Linked DNA regions of Mus musculus: all the other regions are linked to region 1. The links are chromatin contacts, called in public HiChIP or PLAC-seq and promoter capture Hi-C maps. All regions are on one chromosome and are shown on one strand. Each heading gives the region's core, a stretch centred on a gene start, on an enhancer-like site or on the middle of the called end of the contact. The rest is flanking DNA. Distances are from core to core; before and after follow the strand shown. Region 1 holds the start of Tbc1d23 (TBC1 domain family, member 23). Region 2 overlaps Cmss1 (cms small ribosomal subunit 1). Region 3 overlaps Cmss1 (cms small ribosomal subunit 1). Region 4 overlaps Cmss1 (cms small ribosomal subunit 1).

Region 1 (3,605 bases), core at 394-2,893:
TGAGCACATATTCAAATAATACATTGGTGTTGGATATATTTTTTTTAAACATAGTAAAAGTTCTACCTGGTTTTTGTTATTGTTTTTTAAGTTTTCAATGAGGCAAAGGAAAGAAATTTTAATTAATTCCTTCCGTAGCTCACATTATAGTGACTATTTTGAACAATGTTAAGGTAAGTCTTACTGATGCTTCAGAGTCTAACTCACACACCAGTGCCTCCATGAGCTTTTGTAATGCATGCTGAAATGGTTTCTGCCTCTTCTGAACTCCCACAACACTTATTTACAATCTCAGAGAACAAAATTAACTTTAGCTTGCTACATGTGTACCTGTCAGTCCCCAGAAGACCAGCTACTCAACTGCTATATCGTGTATTCCTTTCTGTTATTTCTATTGTCCTCAATTAGTAAAGTACAAATTTACCAAAGGCTTGCATTGTGTGTAGGTACACCGTGACAGTGATATATAAACACTGTGAAAAACAACAGCAAAATCCATGAGTCTTACACCTGGTCAATACAGTTAGATCAACTGTAAGATATACACGTGCACACACACACACACACAACTTCAAAAGTAGAAGTGTCCACCAAAAATTAATGACCCTCAGTGGGAAAAATAATGCCTACCAAAAAGGTATTGGCAGGGTTGGGGATGTATCACAGTTGGTAGAATGCTTGTCCTAGCACACAGGAAGCCCTCGGTTCAATCCCCAGCCCAACACAAACCAGGCAGGATGGAGCTTACAAGCCAGCACTCGGGAGGAGAAAGCAAAAGCATTGGAAGTCCACAGTCATCCTCAGCCACTCAGAAAGTTCGAGGCCAGCCTTGGGCTACATGAGTTCCTTTAAAAACCAAATCTTCCCACAGCCCCAGAGACACATGCAAATGCCCGGGAGAAACAGTAACAAAATTCAAAACGCCCTCCAAGTCATGAAATTAAATTGTGAGGAAAGTGGTGGGGAAGAAAAAAAAATAATAATAACAAATGTTAGAAACTGTTGGGAGATAAACAAAATTAATAATAATAATTTTTTTTTTTAAAGACAACCCTGAACTACGTAGAAGGAATCTTGCTGGGTGTATCTCACGACCTCTGCACTGTCAAAGGTCGCGGTGGTTATTTCAAAAGATCTCATTTCAAATGGTCTGAGATCTCCATCCAAGAACTTCCTCCTTAGTGCGCCCATTCCAACTCCCTGGCTAGGGACTCGGCGAACTCAGTGGGGAAGCCACTCTCTTCGCTGGGCCAAGCGGGAGGACCTGACTTAGGCGCAGATCCAGGATGGCCCCTGAGTCCCCGGGATTCTGCCCCAGCCGCAGAAGCCCGCGGGCAGAGGGGACCCTGAAGCAGAGGGGGCGGGGCAGGGGCTCAGAGGAGGACAGGTGCCTTTTGCTCCACGCCCCGCCAGCCAGCACCTCGGGGACAGGCAGGATGGCGAACAGGAAGAGAAGGGGCCAGTGGGAATTAAACCTGGGCTCGCACTCACCAGCTGTCCCCGCCCGACGTTGACAGTGGCAGAAGCTCTTCTCCTTCCGCCATTGCTGTTGACGTCCACGTCACTTTGCCGAAAAGTGGACCTGGCACCGAGACTGTCTCAGAGATTCAGTGTCGTAAAAGGAGTTATGAAGTCTGAGACTTGAGACTCACCAGAGCGAAAGAGGGAGGAGGCGAGGAATTGGAAGGATGCAACGTCACCACGTCTCTAGGGCGAAAGGCGGAGCCCGGAGCTTTGCGAGAGGGAGAAGATTATGGAAGACCACAAATCCCAGGATGCCAAGGGCCCGCGAACGGAGTGGGCGGGGCACAAGGCTTGTGGGCGGGGCCGACCCTGGGGAGTGGGAGGGGTTCTCCGGGATGGGGCGGGGCGCCACGCTGCGGGCAGGCGTGGCTCAGAGGAGACTCTGAAAGTGAAGCATCCTGGCTTGGCGTCTTAATGTTTGGGTCTCTGGCTGTCCGGTGTGAGCCAGAATTGAGAATCCCAGCTAGTGGAGAGAGGAGGGCAAGTATGAATTCACACAGAGAAGGTAGGCTGAATAGAAAAAAAGGAAAGGACATACCACATCATTTGTAAAGACCATTCAAAAAAATAAAAAGGCCAGGGACTTAGTAAACCATACAGCACTTGCCCAGCATCCTCAATGATTCAATCACCAGAGCTACAAGAAAAATAAAAATACACGAAGGACTCTGTCAAGCTATCCAGTTAAGAAAATTATACTCTAGTCTTCTATCTTAAATATGTCTTCTAACAGCCAGGAGAATCAACTGTAGTTCTGAAACTGAAATTCCAGTTTAAAAAATCAGTTTAAGAAAGCTGCCGAGGGGGGCTGGTGAGATGGCTCAGTGGGTTAGAGCACCCGACTGCTCTTCCGAAGGTCCAGAGTTCAAATCCCAGCAACCACATGGTGGCTCACAACCATCCGTAACAAGATCTGACTCCTTCTTCTGGAGTGTCTGAAGACAGCTACAGTGTACTTACATATAATAAATAAATAAATCTTAAAAAAAAAAAAAAAAAAAAGAAAGCTGCCGAGATCCTTCCCTTCCTAGCCAAAGTCCCATTTGTCCCTCTAAATGGGCCTCCTTGTTCCGCACCCAGGTTTCATCCACAGTACCAGTATTACCAAAACACTAGCCCCTGGGCTATCTTTGCCTAGTACAGATTCAGGGAGGAGCTGAACAAATATTTTTAAGCCCAGGAACAACGATGCAGTTAACTACATGAAATTTATGGATAAATCTGAAAATGCCATTGTTAGATGAACCAAACAGATTACAAACAAAAGGCATCGTTTATGTTTGATATCAATATATTAGCAATAGATGCATGCACACTGAGAAATGCAGGGGTAATGTGTAGAAAAACTGAAAACAATTAAGTTTTAGATGGGGCAGGAATGACCAGAAATAGCTTTAATTAAGTAAAGTAAGTTTCTGTTCGATTGGTTGGCTGGTTATGTTTTGTTTTGTCTTTTGAGACAGTCTCACTAGTAACCTTGAGGAGCTCAGAATTTGCTTTGGAGACCCGGCAAGACCAGGTTTGGCTTGACTCCGGGGCTGGTGTCTGTGAGCTCCTAAGCGCAAGTGTTCTTCCTGCCTCCGCCGCTCAAAGAAGCAGTACGAGAGGTGTTTGCCACTATATTGGTTCTAATGTTTAATATTTCATTTTTAGGAGCTGAGAGGTACCTTCAAGGGTATCCATCATTTTTTTTTCTGAAATATACTTTGGTACCTAAAATGCTCCAGAATTTTAAAAACTATTTAAATAATGTAGCACAGCTGTCCCAGTGATAAACCAAAACATGATGGCTCTCCTTCCAAAAAGAGACAATAAAAAGCTGAACATTCAATTCCAAGCCTGGAGCAGATGTGTAAGGTTCAGTTCTTCATTGTGAAAATTCATTTTTACATAGAATGTGGCTATAGATGACCGTTTTAAAAAATAAAAGGTGTGGCGGCTGGAGAGATGGCTCAGTGGTTAAGAGCACTGACTACCCTTCCAAAGGTCCTGAGTTCAAATCCCAGCAACCGCATGGTGGCTCACAACCATCTGTAATGAGATCCAATGCCCTCTTCTGGGGTGCCTGAAGACAGCTACAG
Region 2 (3,605 bases), core at 777-3,276, 240 kb after region 1:
AAAAAAAAAATTCCTATGGAATTTTTAAAAGAAGAAAAAAAGAAAGAAAAGAAGAACATAGTTTGTAGAAAAACCCCTGTCACATTAAGGACGGAGAGCTTCCTAACACAGGAAAGGGCAGTTTACGTCTTTCTGCTTCTTGCCAGTGGCTCAGATGTGAGCTCTCTGCTTCCTGCTCCTCACACTGGGCTTGATCCTGTCATGCTTGCTCACCACGATGGACTCTTTATTTGCATGGAACTGAACCAACATAAGCTGTCTAATCCTAAGGAGCCTGAAGATGATAAACCTAGTACAGTAGATGAGAGAATTTCTGATGTTTCATATAAAAGATAGATTTCTAGAAAGTGCCCTCCTCTTTAAAAACTATTTTGGTGATGTTTCTGTCTACGACAAGCTTCCAGCAGTCTGAATGAAGATGTATGAAAATGCAGAGTGAATACAGACTAGCGTGACATACACCGTGGCGGCCCCACCTTTTTGCTCCACGTGTATAACAAAAAGAAAACCCAACTATGCTATGGCTTGGATATAATTTTCTACACCCAAACTCATAGTGAAATGTGATTCTCCGGGTAGCAGCACTGGGTTGGGGTCTCTTAAGAGGCACTTGGATCATGAGTGACCCACCCACTTGAAAGGATTGAAGTAGCTTCTTTCAGCCTGGGTTATAGTGAGATTGGCTTGTTCTAAAGTGAACCCTGCACATTCTTTTGGTTGTCTTGGGATTCTTCTTATAATTACTTCCTTTTCGTAGTCTGCACCAAGATAAGAGACAGCATGAAGCCATCACCAGAGGCCAATTTTGGCACCATGTTCTTTGGCTTCCAGAATATTTAGCCAAAATAAACCTCTTTTCTTTATAAATTACCCACTCTTGGTTAATCTGAATAAAAGCATGAGAGCAAAAAATTTAAAAAGCTGAATTTTAAAGTCTTTTCAAATTCTAGTTATCTTGGATTTGATATGTGATTCAGTGACAAGAACATTTGGAAATTCTGCTTTACTTTAAAAAACAATAAAGACACTTACTTAAAATTTTCACTCTAAAAAATTATTTACGAACACCACCCTAATCTATAAACATCAAAATAAAAATACTGTAAAAACATTGCAGCTTAGGGACTTTCCTACACAGCGAGGCAAACCTAACACCTTCCCTGTGGGCTCCTGCAACCGTGAGCTAGACTGAGAAGGAACTACTAGCAGGTAAGACCACTGTGCTGTATTTAAGGACTTGGTCAGAGACACTGAGAGGAGAGAGTAAGAGAACTGGACTCACGACAGCGGCCATCACAGAGCAGTTCAAGCCAACTTACTAAACTCTTCTCCGTGGACTTCATCATGGGCTCGTGAGCCACAGGGAGAGAAGACTGGGGAACAGGAAAAGAACTGCTGAAGAGGAGTGCAAACAGGACAGAAGAAAGACGAATCACCGTCAAACGTTTCCTAAAGTGTAGAGCTAGTGTACTGCGAGTGGAATTGGTAACAACAAACGCACATCATATTCAAACTGCTGAAATAAAACTGATGAAGAAGTGGCCAAGAAAAAGGGAGCAGTGGCATTATCCAGAGTTAAACAGAATAAAAAACTATGGCAAACATTTTCATACAAATGATGTAAAGTAGAAGACGATAATGTACAATCTTCAAGGTTCTTACAGAAAAACCACTGACTTGAACGGTGATTTTTGGAAGTTGGGTAGAGCATAAGTCCTGCTTGCAGTCTCGCACAGTTGTCTCACAGGGTTACTGCGTCTAAGTTTACAGGGTCTGTTTGTTATAGACATAGTTTAATAATTTTGAATGAAAGCCTTACAAATATTAGAAGCATCACACACTGAAACTAGACAGACCCAAAGTTTATACATCCCAAAAGATCTTAAAGTTGTTTTTAAAAGGAGGTTCATTGAATATCAAATGTCATCCAATTGTAAAATGCAGTTTCTTTTTATGTGTATTTATAGACAAGCAGGAACAAGCTACCTAGACCACAGTTTCCTGTTGCTCTCTTTAAGTAGATTTGCATCAGCACACACTTAGAGAGCTGTTAGACATATGAAGTCAGGTACTGTACTGCCATTTGTCTGCTCCCCAAAGAGAGTAAATAGACAGCATTAGTCCATTTTGGCTTTCTGAAGCTCACAACATATGAGTGAGAATATATTTTTGGTATGTTCTGGGAATGAATATATAATGTGTGTGTGTGTAACTGACATATAGTAATACATATATATGTATTCATTTCAGATTCTACTACATCAGCTTCTTGCTAGCCATTTTTTCTAAAACAGAAATATTTCTTTCTCCAAGTATCTCAATACTGTAGTCATTTTATCTTGTTACTTCCATTTTTCCCCCGTAGCATTTATTATCACATGAAGTATCACATAAATTGGCTTTTAGTTAAACTCCTATACTAGAATGCATGGTACTTGGGACTTTCTCTTTTGGTCTCCGCTGCATTTCCAATATCTAGAATATTTCCCCCAACCAAGAGTTGCTCATGGATTTGTTGGAGACAGAAATGCCCTTCACAGGGGGCGGAGAAGCACAGAACATAGAAGGCTGTGAATAAGGCTCTCAATAAGGCTCTCGCTTAGCTTCTCCTAGATCAGCTAAGGTTTGGGCACAATGGCTGGAACATCAGTAGGCACAGTATTATTGATTGCAATTATTTATTGCTTTTCTTATCTCCTTGGACTTGTCTGAGCAAGCCGGTTAGTATGGTAATTATTCCCTGGTTCTACCATTGCAAAACACCAAACAATGCACCCTTGTTTTCAGAGTTAAGAAGTGGTAGAGATGAATCGATCTGGGTGTAACCAGCACCAGGGTTCATGCCAAGGGGTGGGAAAGAGAGTGCCTACATGCTCACTGTCCGTCTCCTTGCCGTTCACTTCACCCATACAGATTAGCTCATTTCAGAGCAGCTAAAGCACCATTTTCAGTTGAAATTAAACTGAATGTATTTGAATTATATCCCAATTGTAACTTTCTCTCCAACCTGTTTGTAATGAGAGCTTCAAAGTCAACAAGGTGAAAGCAGGCTTCAGGAAAGTTTCAAAGGAACATCCTCCCACGGGCCCTAAAAACTGCAGCTTCACACCACAATGAATCAGCCAAGGTGTGACAGCAGAATCTGTGTGTACTGGCACCGACTCAGCCAGGATAAAAGTGACCAGGCCTTCTGTGATAAACTGCCCCTTCTATGTTATCCAATGGAAATACTCATATTGTCCAATACTCACAAGCAATCAGGAGTGAGTTCAACTTTCAAACTGAGGACTATTAAAATAAAGTTCACTTATCCAGTCTGCCTCTGAAAACAATTCGGAGAGAAATCTGCTGCTCTTGTCCTGGGAGGAGAACAGATACGTAGCCTCCGATTTCCTTCTTATCACAACAATCCACTTGGTTGTCTGTGAAGAACTGTAGACTAAGGAAGCACTCGGTGGAAACCGTGCCCGACTTTAAAACCTTGCCAGCCATACATTACCAGTGCAGACAATCCATTTAGACCTGTCTTTCTAGTCCCACTCCAAGACTGGGCCCATGAGAAAAGAACAGGAGGCAAGACGTCTCTATTCTAATCTCTGTCTCTA
Region 3 (3,605 bases), core at 526-3,025, 200 kb after region 1:
ATGAAAGATGCTCTTAAAGAAACTTCTGACGTCAGTAGTAAAGTACAATGTTTGCTAAGATCTGATCTCAACGCGAGTTAAATCCCAGACTATCTACAAAGATAAAAGTTATAACTATCAATAGAAAACAAATATTAACAGAAAGCCCAATTATCTGTTCCCTTTCACCTGGAACCTAACTGAAAGCTGCCATGTGCTCAGAGTGAATGGTCTAAGGAAATACCAGATAAAGGGGAAGTGCATGAATGGGTTAAGGAATTCCAGGATGATGTCACTTCAGCGTCTCAGTGTACCTGGCTGCAAAGGTCGTTTGTATCAGACAATGTGGCCTGGTGGTGTGCAAAGTAAGATTTCATTCAGAGACTTTAAAACTCTTAGCAGTTTCCTTCGCAAGCCTTGTAGGGCTCCATCCTGCCCTGCCTTCCGTGTCTTTCCTAAGTGCTCCCTCCTCCCTCTAGATTCTCTTTGTCTCCAACTCATCAAGATTCTTCCACCTGAGTATCTTGACCTTGCAGTGTTCTTTCTTCTACCCAACTAACTTTGTGTTGTAGAAAGCAGGTCAAGTTCTTCATTTATTTCCCACCTTTGGAGATTTAGACGTTCATTCACATTCATTTTCCATATCACCTTTTCAAACAAAAAAATCTCGTCTTAACAATCATTTATACTGCTTGTGTATATACGTGTGTGGGTTTGCATGGCACGGGTACTTGTGGAGGTCAGTGGACAACATAAGGGAATGGCTCTCTCACCCCACCTCATGGGCTAAGGGACTGGAATCAGATCCTTATGCTAGGCTGCACGGATTTTCACTCACTGAGTCATTAGCTCATTCTCCATATTCCAGACATGAGTAACTTGGGAAAGCAATCTTGGTAGACTGAATGACAGGTATACACTGGAGTCTAGCAGAGGGGGAGCAAGACTGAATGTGAGCTATGGGGAAGGAAGAGCTCTTCTGTGCCTTCTGGAACAGGGCAGGAGTAAACGAGGCTGAAGTCTGTCCGAAAGCTACAAGATGCCACTAGAGAAACAACTGCTTTCCTTTTTAGATCTCAGAGCAAAGGGGAACACGCAGAGTTTAGTCCACTGGAGGGTTTTGGTTTGGCCAACCATGAAAGAAGCCGCTTCTAAGTTCATTTAGTCACCTAAGGACGCAGAAATGAGGCATAGCTTTAGATACTAAGAATACAGCACTGAACCAACATGGACTAGCTGAAGTCCTTACTCTTGCATAATTTACACCGTGATGTGGAAGACAGAAAATAAAGAAGAAAATATGTACTATACTGGATCATAATGTGCTGAGGAGAGAGGCAACAAGAGAGAAGGGGATAGTCATGTGAACAGACATGTCTAGTAGAAGCCTAGACTGTCCACTGAAGTGTAGTCATCTCTGAAAAGATGCCTTCTGAGTGAAGGGTGAAGGGGTCAAGGGGTCAAGGGGTCATGATGATACCTGGGGAAGAAGGAAGTGCAATGTCAGAGGTCCTGAGGTGGGAACCAACTGGTGGATCAGAGAAAGAGGCAGGAGGCCACTTAGCTGCAGGGTTGAGGCCAGAGTGCTTCATGGTTCACCAGGAGGCCTTCGGCTTTCAGGCTACTTGAGATTGGGAGACCCTGGAGAGTTGTGAGCACAGGGCAAAATGACCTGATTCAGCTTCAAGAGTTCCTGACTCTGGGGAAGTAACCCTGAATGCACGGAGGGAGACAGTTACTGCAGCAGTCCTGGGCAGGGAGTGGCAGTTTGACTCCAGCAGCACAGTAAAGACCCACAGGAAGTGATCACATTGAGTAGAGTCTGAGGGCAGAACCAACAGGATTTCCTGGTGGACTAGATGTGGGTTTGAAAGGAAACAAGGAGTAGAGGACAACTTCAAGGTTTCTGGCTTAAAGCACGTGGATGGAAGAAGTTGCCCACCTGAGAAATCAGGTTTAATGAAATAATACAGACTTCAAATTTCTCTCAAAGGAGTGTAAAATTTTGCCAACCACATAGATGCATTTCTTCACAGGACAAAAATAAGCAGGAGCTAAGAAACCAGTGGCGCTTTTGGGCAGGGCACAGGTTCTTGTTCCTTGTTGTATCCTGGCCTTCTAGGTGATAAATAGCTCTTTGTACCTGTTTGGCAACTGCACACAGCTGGAGTTTAGGTCCTGCCCCTAACTCTCCTGTGAATATTCATTATGAAAAACATTTAATGTCATTGTGGCCATATATCTGACTAAACAAAGACAATTTCACCTATAGAAAAAGAACAGGAGGAAAGAACTGGGAAGAAGAGAGGATAAAAGGCATGATATTTTAACAAAGAATTAAGTTGCCCACAATGATCTCAGGAAAGTTAGCATTTGGTGATTTCTCAAAGTGATTAAATAAATAGAAAAGTCATCATCCCCCTGCATCAGAGGCCTGTGCCTGTTAGAAACTGGGTTTATAGCCAGAGAAGTAGCCTCGGGCCATGGGGGTCTGTAGACAGGCAAGAAAAATAAGCCCTCTGTGAGTCTCAGGGCAATTCCTCCACATGGCTGCTCTCTTTATGTGTGGTCATTCGCACACGTGAGTGATAAAATCTCATGGCCCCGGTTAACTGTCTAAGACAAAATGTCAGAAATGATTTAAAGAGAAGTATATTATTTTGTATGATAGCTCCCTGTTATCTATGGGGCAGAGGTTCCAAGATGTCTCCCCTGCCCCTACCACAGATTGTAGGCAGTACACCCCTTCGTTTACATGCATATCTGTGCTGGTTAGTTTTGGTCAACTTAACACAAGTTAGAGACACCTGGGAAGAGGTCCCTCAGTTGAGGACGACCTCCATAGGACTGTTCTGTAGGATATTTAATTTTTTAAAATTTTGTTTATTAATCATTGATGTGAGAAGGCCCAGACCACCATGGACAGTGTCACCTCGTGGCATGTGGGCCTGAATTGCTAAAGAAAACAAGCTAGAAAATATAGTAGAGGATGGCTTTATCTGGCATTAAGGGGAAGAGAGGCCCTTGGTCCTCTGAAGGCTTGATACCCCAGTGTAGGGGAATGCCAGGGTGGTGAGGTAGGAGTGGGTGGGTAGGGGAGCACCCTCATAGAGGCAGGGGGAGGGGATTCCGAAGGGGAAACCAGAAAAGAGGATAATATTTAAAATGTAAATAAATACAATATCCAATAAAAATAATAAAATAAAATAAAAGAAAGAAAGAAAGAAAGAAAGAAGAGAAGAAAAGAGAGGGGAGGAGAGGAGAGGAGAGAAGAAGAGACAGCCATGAGCAAGCTAGGAAGCAGTGTTCCTCTCCATGGACTCTGTGTGAGTTCCTGTCCCCATGCTTGTCTTCATGATGGACTGTAACCTGTAAGTAAAACTAATCCTTTCCTCTATGCTTGGTTTTGGGCAGTATTTCATCATGGAAACAGAGAAGGAAACTAAAATAATAAATATGTGAAATCTTAATTTGTAAATTAAGATCAGAATAAGGTATTAACAACAGTCACAGAAAAAAAATAGGATGGTATAATGTGAGAAAAGTATTTAAAATGTATGAAATGTTTATTTCTGGAACTTTCCACTTACTAACTTTATCCCATATTGGACCATAAATAAGAAGCC
Region 4 (3,605 bases), core at 554-3,053, 150 kb after region 1:
GTTCTTTTAACCAAATGTATAAATCAGAGGGCCAAAAAGTTAACATTGGCATCAGCAAAGGAAAACAAAAGACCTCACTTAGTACAGTCTAGAGCAGTGGTTCTCAACTTTCCTAATCTAGTTCTTCCCGTCGTGGTGACCCAACCCTAAAGTTATTTCATGGCTACTTCATAGCTGTAACTTTGCTTTTATAAATTGTACTGTAAATATCTGAAGATATGCAGAATTTCTGAGCTGTGGCTCCTGAACAGACTGCAGCCCTCATGCTGGTTCTGTTTCAAGTTCTCCAGTTAGGATACATAATATTTTTCTTCCACAAAAACGTGGATACCTATACGGGAATGGTTTATGCTTCAGAAATGCATTTTATAAGCAGAAACATGAGGTTTGAAAGCTGGCTTGGTGGTTAAGAGCACAGGCTGCTCTTCCAAAGGACCCAGGTTCTGTCCTCAGCACCCACATGGCACCTCAAAGCCATCTAGAACTCTGGTCTCAGGAGAACTGATGTCTTCTAGATTTTGGATCCCTAATGATAACCTCATGGTGCCGAGATGAACGTGGGGGCAAACCATCCACACATGTAAGATAAATCTTTTAAACAGGTGTCTGCCAATGTATTAACTACACTTCTTATCATGTGCATTTCTGGAAATAAGATACTACTTGCATGATTTTTAACTTTGGAAGGATCAAGCTGTCCTGATTCAATAATGTCTAAAGGTTACGTGGGCAATTTATAACTTCTCTTAATTTTAGTCATGAAACTACTTTTGCATGTCAACCCAAGCTTTTAACTTAGTTAAGTGATAACCAGGGAGCACACATTCTGAGAACCTCTGCGTTTCCTCTTCCATTGACAAGCTACCAGATTTCACTTTAAAAGCCCACAGCAATGCTAAAGCTAAAAACAAAACAAAACAAAACATCTAGTTGAAAACACAGGAGAAAATCATGATGACCTTGGAGGGTAAGCAACAATTTCTTAGAATGATGCTAAAGTACCTTCCATACAATCTCTTAAAAAATAAACTGGATTCACAAACCCAAAGCAATTCCCATTAACTCCATGAGATTAGGGCACTAGGAATACTAAAAAGCTTAAGCAGTAAGTCACAATTCAGCCGAACAACAGCACAAAACAAGACCCCCTCCTCCGCAGCCAAATTCCACAGACAATGCTCAGTGTTAGGGAGGGTGAGAGCAACTGGACTTCTCACACTGCTGACAGAAATGCAGCGTAGTGCAGGTTAGAAAACAGGTCCTCACAAAATGTTAAACATCTAACAAACTGCAGTAATTCCACTCACAGAGGAACACTCAGAAAGTTAGGTTCTCTTAAAATCTGTACTTGAACATCCACAAAGCCTTTAAATAGGTAGCAACCTAATGTTAATCAACTGGTGAGTGGAGAAGCAAAATACAGTATATGCATATGATGGAGCACTATAGTCCCTTTAAGGAACAAACTATTGGTAAACATAACTATTTGGATGTATCTACGGCATACTCTGGTAAGTGAGCTGAAGCAGATTCAAATATGAGGAATCTCTTCATATGACAACCAGGGAAGGTGACACAAAAGGAAGGGGAACTAGCTTGGTGGTTGCCAAGATTTGAAAATGAAGGGAAAAGTTGAATAAAACAGGCAATATGAAGGACTTTTGTGGGGCCATGAAAGTATTCTCTATTTTGGTTATTGCAGTCGTTATACCAAAGTTCTACTGCCTCTAAGGTTTTAAAAAGCGAGGAAATGAGTCACTTGTGGTTTCCAGCTGTTCAGAGATGTTTGTTAACCATGCTAAGAGGCTCCTCACGGAAAGGCTGAATGACCCACAGAAGCAGGCATGGGATTCTGGGCGTCAGCACATCATGGTCAATATCGATGGACCGTAAGAAGTAGTGACTGTCTATCTCCAGTAGGGTTTAGGCACTGTTTAATGTACAGGTGTGACAGGGACCTGTTTCTTGCTGTAGGCCGAATGAGAACAGGTATACAAAGAGGGAAGCCGAGTATGTCACAAGTATGTCTCAGTACTAATCCTTCAAACACTGTAATCAAGCCTGTTGACAAGCGGAAGTGGCTTCAAGACTCTTCTTCTGCTCCTTTCATTTGTGGCACTGATAAGCCATGGGTTCCTCTGCTCAGTAGGTTGATTAACAGTTGATAACTATGCAAGAATGATTAAAAAGAAGCAGCCTGGCATAGGTCAAGAGTTCCCTACCATTGCCTGGAAAAAAAAAGTAACTGTGTGGTATCTTTCATGCATGTTTGCTGGGGGAAAGGCACACGTTTATTTCATTAAGAGCCATTTTATTACCTGGGGGAAAACATGTCAAGTTTAGCTCTCTAACAAGAATCATATTTTATTCAAATGCAGATGTACTTTTGAACTATAGCAGCTATTTGATTAACTCTCCCAGTGACCAAACTGGTGACCTGCTATATTAAAAATGGTGACTTTTTTTTTCCCCTAAAGAATCTAACCCAGAGCTAAGTTATCCATTAAAATCCAACTTGGGACTGCATTACTCTTCCTGACAACATAACCACCTTCTTTCCTCTTGTGGAAGTCTCCAGAGAATTAGTGGCCGACAGGATGCATATGTAACTTCTTTTTGGCCACTAAGAAGGGGTCATCAACATGCATAGCTCTGATCCCCAGGGGGCAGACAAACATGGCAGAATACCAAGGTGGGTGGGGACTATTTCAGAAACATTGGCAGGAAGGTGCTCAGTTACCTAATGAGAGTTGGAAAGCCTACACTGGAGGACGCTTGCCCTAGTCTTAGGGCTGTGTTCAGAGGACACATGAAAGCGGACCACTGTGTAGCTCTGGTGACAAGAGAAGAAGGAATGAGGAATGAGAACAATTTTGTTCCTGTGATGAGAGGAAAGAAATTGAAGGTTGACATCTAGTTTGGAAAAATTACAAGTACATATGAAAAGCATATTTCCTAAACGGGTAACATGAATTACAAGACAACTATCATAATGAACCATTTTCCTTTGAGAAGACAGTAGGGAATGAATTCCTTCAGGAGGAGTGTATTAGTTAGGGTTTTACTGCTGTGAACAAACACCATGACCAAGGCAAGTCTTATGAAAAAACAACATTTAATTGGGGCTGGCTTACAGGTTCAGAGGTTCAGTCCATTATCATCAAGGTGGGAGCATGGCAGTATCCAGGCAGGCATGGCACAGGAGGAGCTGAGAGTTCTATGTCTTCATCCAAAGGCTGCTAGTGGAAGACTGACTTCCAGGCAAATAGGGTGAGGATCTTATGCCCACACCCACAGTGACACACCCATCCCAACCAGGTCACACCTATTCCAACAAAGCCACACCTCCAGATGGTGCCACTCCCAGGTCCAAGGATATACAAACCATCAGAAGGAGGTAGGATGCCCGGAATATCAGCCATCTCGGCTAAGTATGTTTTCATTACTTTGTAATCAAGCTATGTAGGACAATAAGCTCTTCTACACTGGTAATGCTTTTTCCATGCAAACTGTAGGTAACTGGCTCTGGCTGCATGGTGAATTAACGTAAACACTTCCAAGACGATTCCATTACATGACTCTCTTTCACCTGATGTGTGGCTCCT

What was found. Promoter capture Hi-C pulls out the DNA fragments that hold promoters and counts their contacts. HiChIP or PLAC-seq counts read pairs in DNA pulled down with a chosen protein or histone mark.
Region 2: a contact with region 1 is called in a promoter capture Hi-C map of pre-B cells, with 5 times the contacts expected there. The contact joins the enhancer-like site here to the promoter of Tbc1d23 in region 1. A contact is called at or near these places in 13 of 39 promoter capture datasets (the 3T3-L1 cell line, 3T3-L1-derived adipocytes, the C10 cell line and 8 more), 4 of 15 datasets of contacts at CTCF or cohesin (CD8 T cells, the NIH/3T3 cell line, large pre-B cells and 1 more), 14 of 484 Hi-C or Micro-C datasets (B cells, CD4 T cells, CD8 T cells and 10 more), 12 of 115 datasets of contacts at active chromatin or transcription factors (the SCID.adh cell line, effector CD8 T cells, embryonic stem cells and 8 more) and 3 of 9 other capture datasets (adipose tissue, embryonic stem cells and liver).
Region 3: an H3K4me3 HiChIP or PLAC-seq map of bone marrow-derived macrophages shows a contact between it and region 1, with 3 times the contacts expected there. The contact joins the enhancer-like site here to the promoter of Tbc1d23 in region 1. A contact is called at or near these places in 5 of 39 promoter capture datasets (3T3-L1-derived adipocytes, the C10 cell line, the HPC-7 cell line and 3 more), 3 of 15 datasets of contacts at CTCF or cohesin (the NIH/3T3 cell line, large pre-B cells and pro-B cells), 11 of 484 Hi-C or Micro-C datasets (the C2C12 cell line, CD4 T cells, the MNK3 cell line and 7 more), 20 of 115 datasets of contacts at active chromatin or transcription factors (the NIH/3T3 cell line, the SCID.adh cell line, bone marrow-derived macrophages and 13 more) and 2 of 9 other capture datasets (adipose tissue and liver).
Region 4: a contact with region 1 is called in a promoter capture Hi-C map of the HPC-7 cell line. The contact joins the enhancer-like site here to the promoter of Tbc1d23 in region 1. A contact is called at or near these places in 5 of 39 promoter capture datasets (the C10 cell line, the HPC-7 cell line, embryonic stem cells and 1 more), 2 of 15 datasets of contacts at CTCF or cohesin (the NIH/3T3 cell line and pro-B cells), 29 of 484 Hi-C or Micro-C datasets (the AML12 cell line, CD8 T cells, ECoMG myeloid progenitors and 17 more), 12 of 115 datasets of contacts at active chromatin or transcription factors (the SCID.adh cell line, bone marrow-derived macrophages, embryonic fibroblasts and 6 more) and 5 of 9 other capture datasets (adipose tissue, embryonic stem cells, liver and 2 more).

Annotation. Positions count from the first base shown.
Region 1 is chr16:57,229,823-57,233,427 of GRCm38.p6, forward strand. Tbc1d23 (TBC1 domain family, member 23) reads right to left here and starts at 1,644. Exons shown (of 19, transcript NM_001358433.1): 1 at 1,492-1,644. The coding sequence starts at 1,544.
Region 2 is chr16:57,469,300-57,472,904 of GRCm38.p6, forward strand. All of the region lies in intron 1 of Cmss1 (cms small ribosomal subunit 1), which reads right to left. All of the region lies in intron 1 of Filip1l (filamin A interacting protein 1-like), which reads left to right. Among named protein-coding and RNA genes, the nearest start is that of Filip1l, 120 kb to the left of the region's middle. Within about 2 kb of position 2,027, at least 91 of the 459 cell types and tissues checked have an H3K27ac peak or open chromatin away from gene starts, as enhancers often do. A contact at or near this core is called in B cells, CD8 T cells, the SCID.adh cell line and 9 more, where this site is marked.
Region 3 is chr16:57,433,081-57,436,685 of GRCm38.p6, forward strand. The region is part of intron 1 of Cmss1 (cms small ribosomal subunit 1); the gene reads right to left. The region is part of intron 1 of Filip1l (filamin A interacting protein 1-like); the gene reads left to right. Among named protein-coding and RNA genes, the nearest start is that of Filip1l, 82 kb to the left of the region's middle. Within about 2 kb of position 1,776, at least 91 of the 459 cell types and tissues checked have an H3K27ac peak or open chromatin away from gene starts, as enhancers often do. A contact at or near this core is called in the C2C12 cell line, the HPC-7 cell line, the MNK3 cell line and 8 more, where this site is marked.
Region 4 is chr16:57,377,053-57,380,657 of GRCm38.p6, forward strand. All of the region lies in intron 1 of Cmss1 (cms small ribosomal subunit 1), which reads right to left. The region is part of intron 1 of Filip1l (filamin A interacting protein 1-like); the gene reads left to right. Among named protein-coding and RNA genes, the nearest start is that of Filip1l, 26 kb to the left of the region's middle. Within about 2 kb of position 1,804, at least 17 of the 459 cell types and tissues checked have an H3K27ac peak or open chromatin away from gene starts, as enhancers often do. A contact at or near this core is called in CD8 T cells, the HPC-7 cell line, Th17 cells and 2 more, where this site is marked.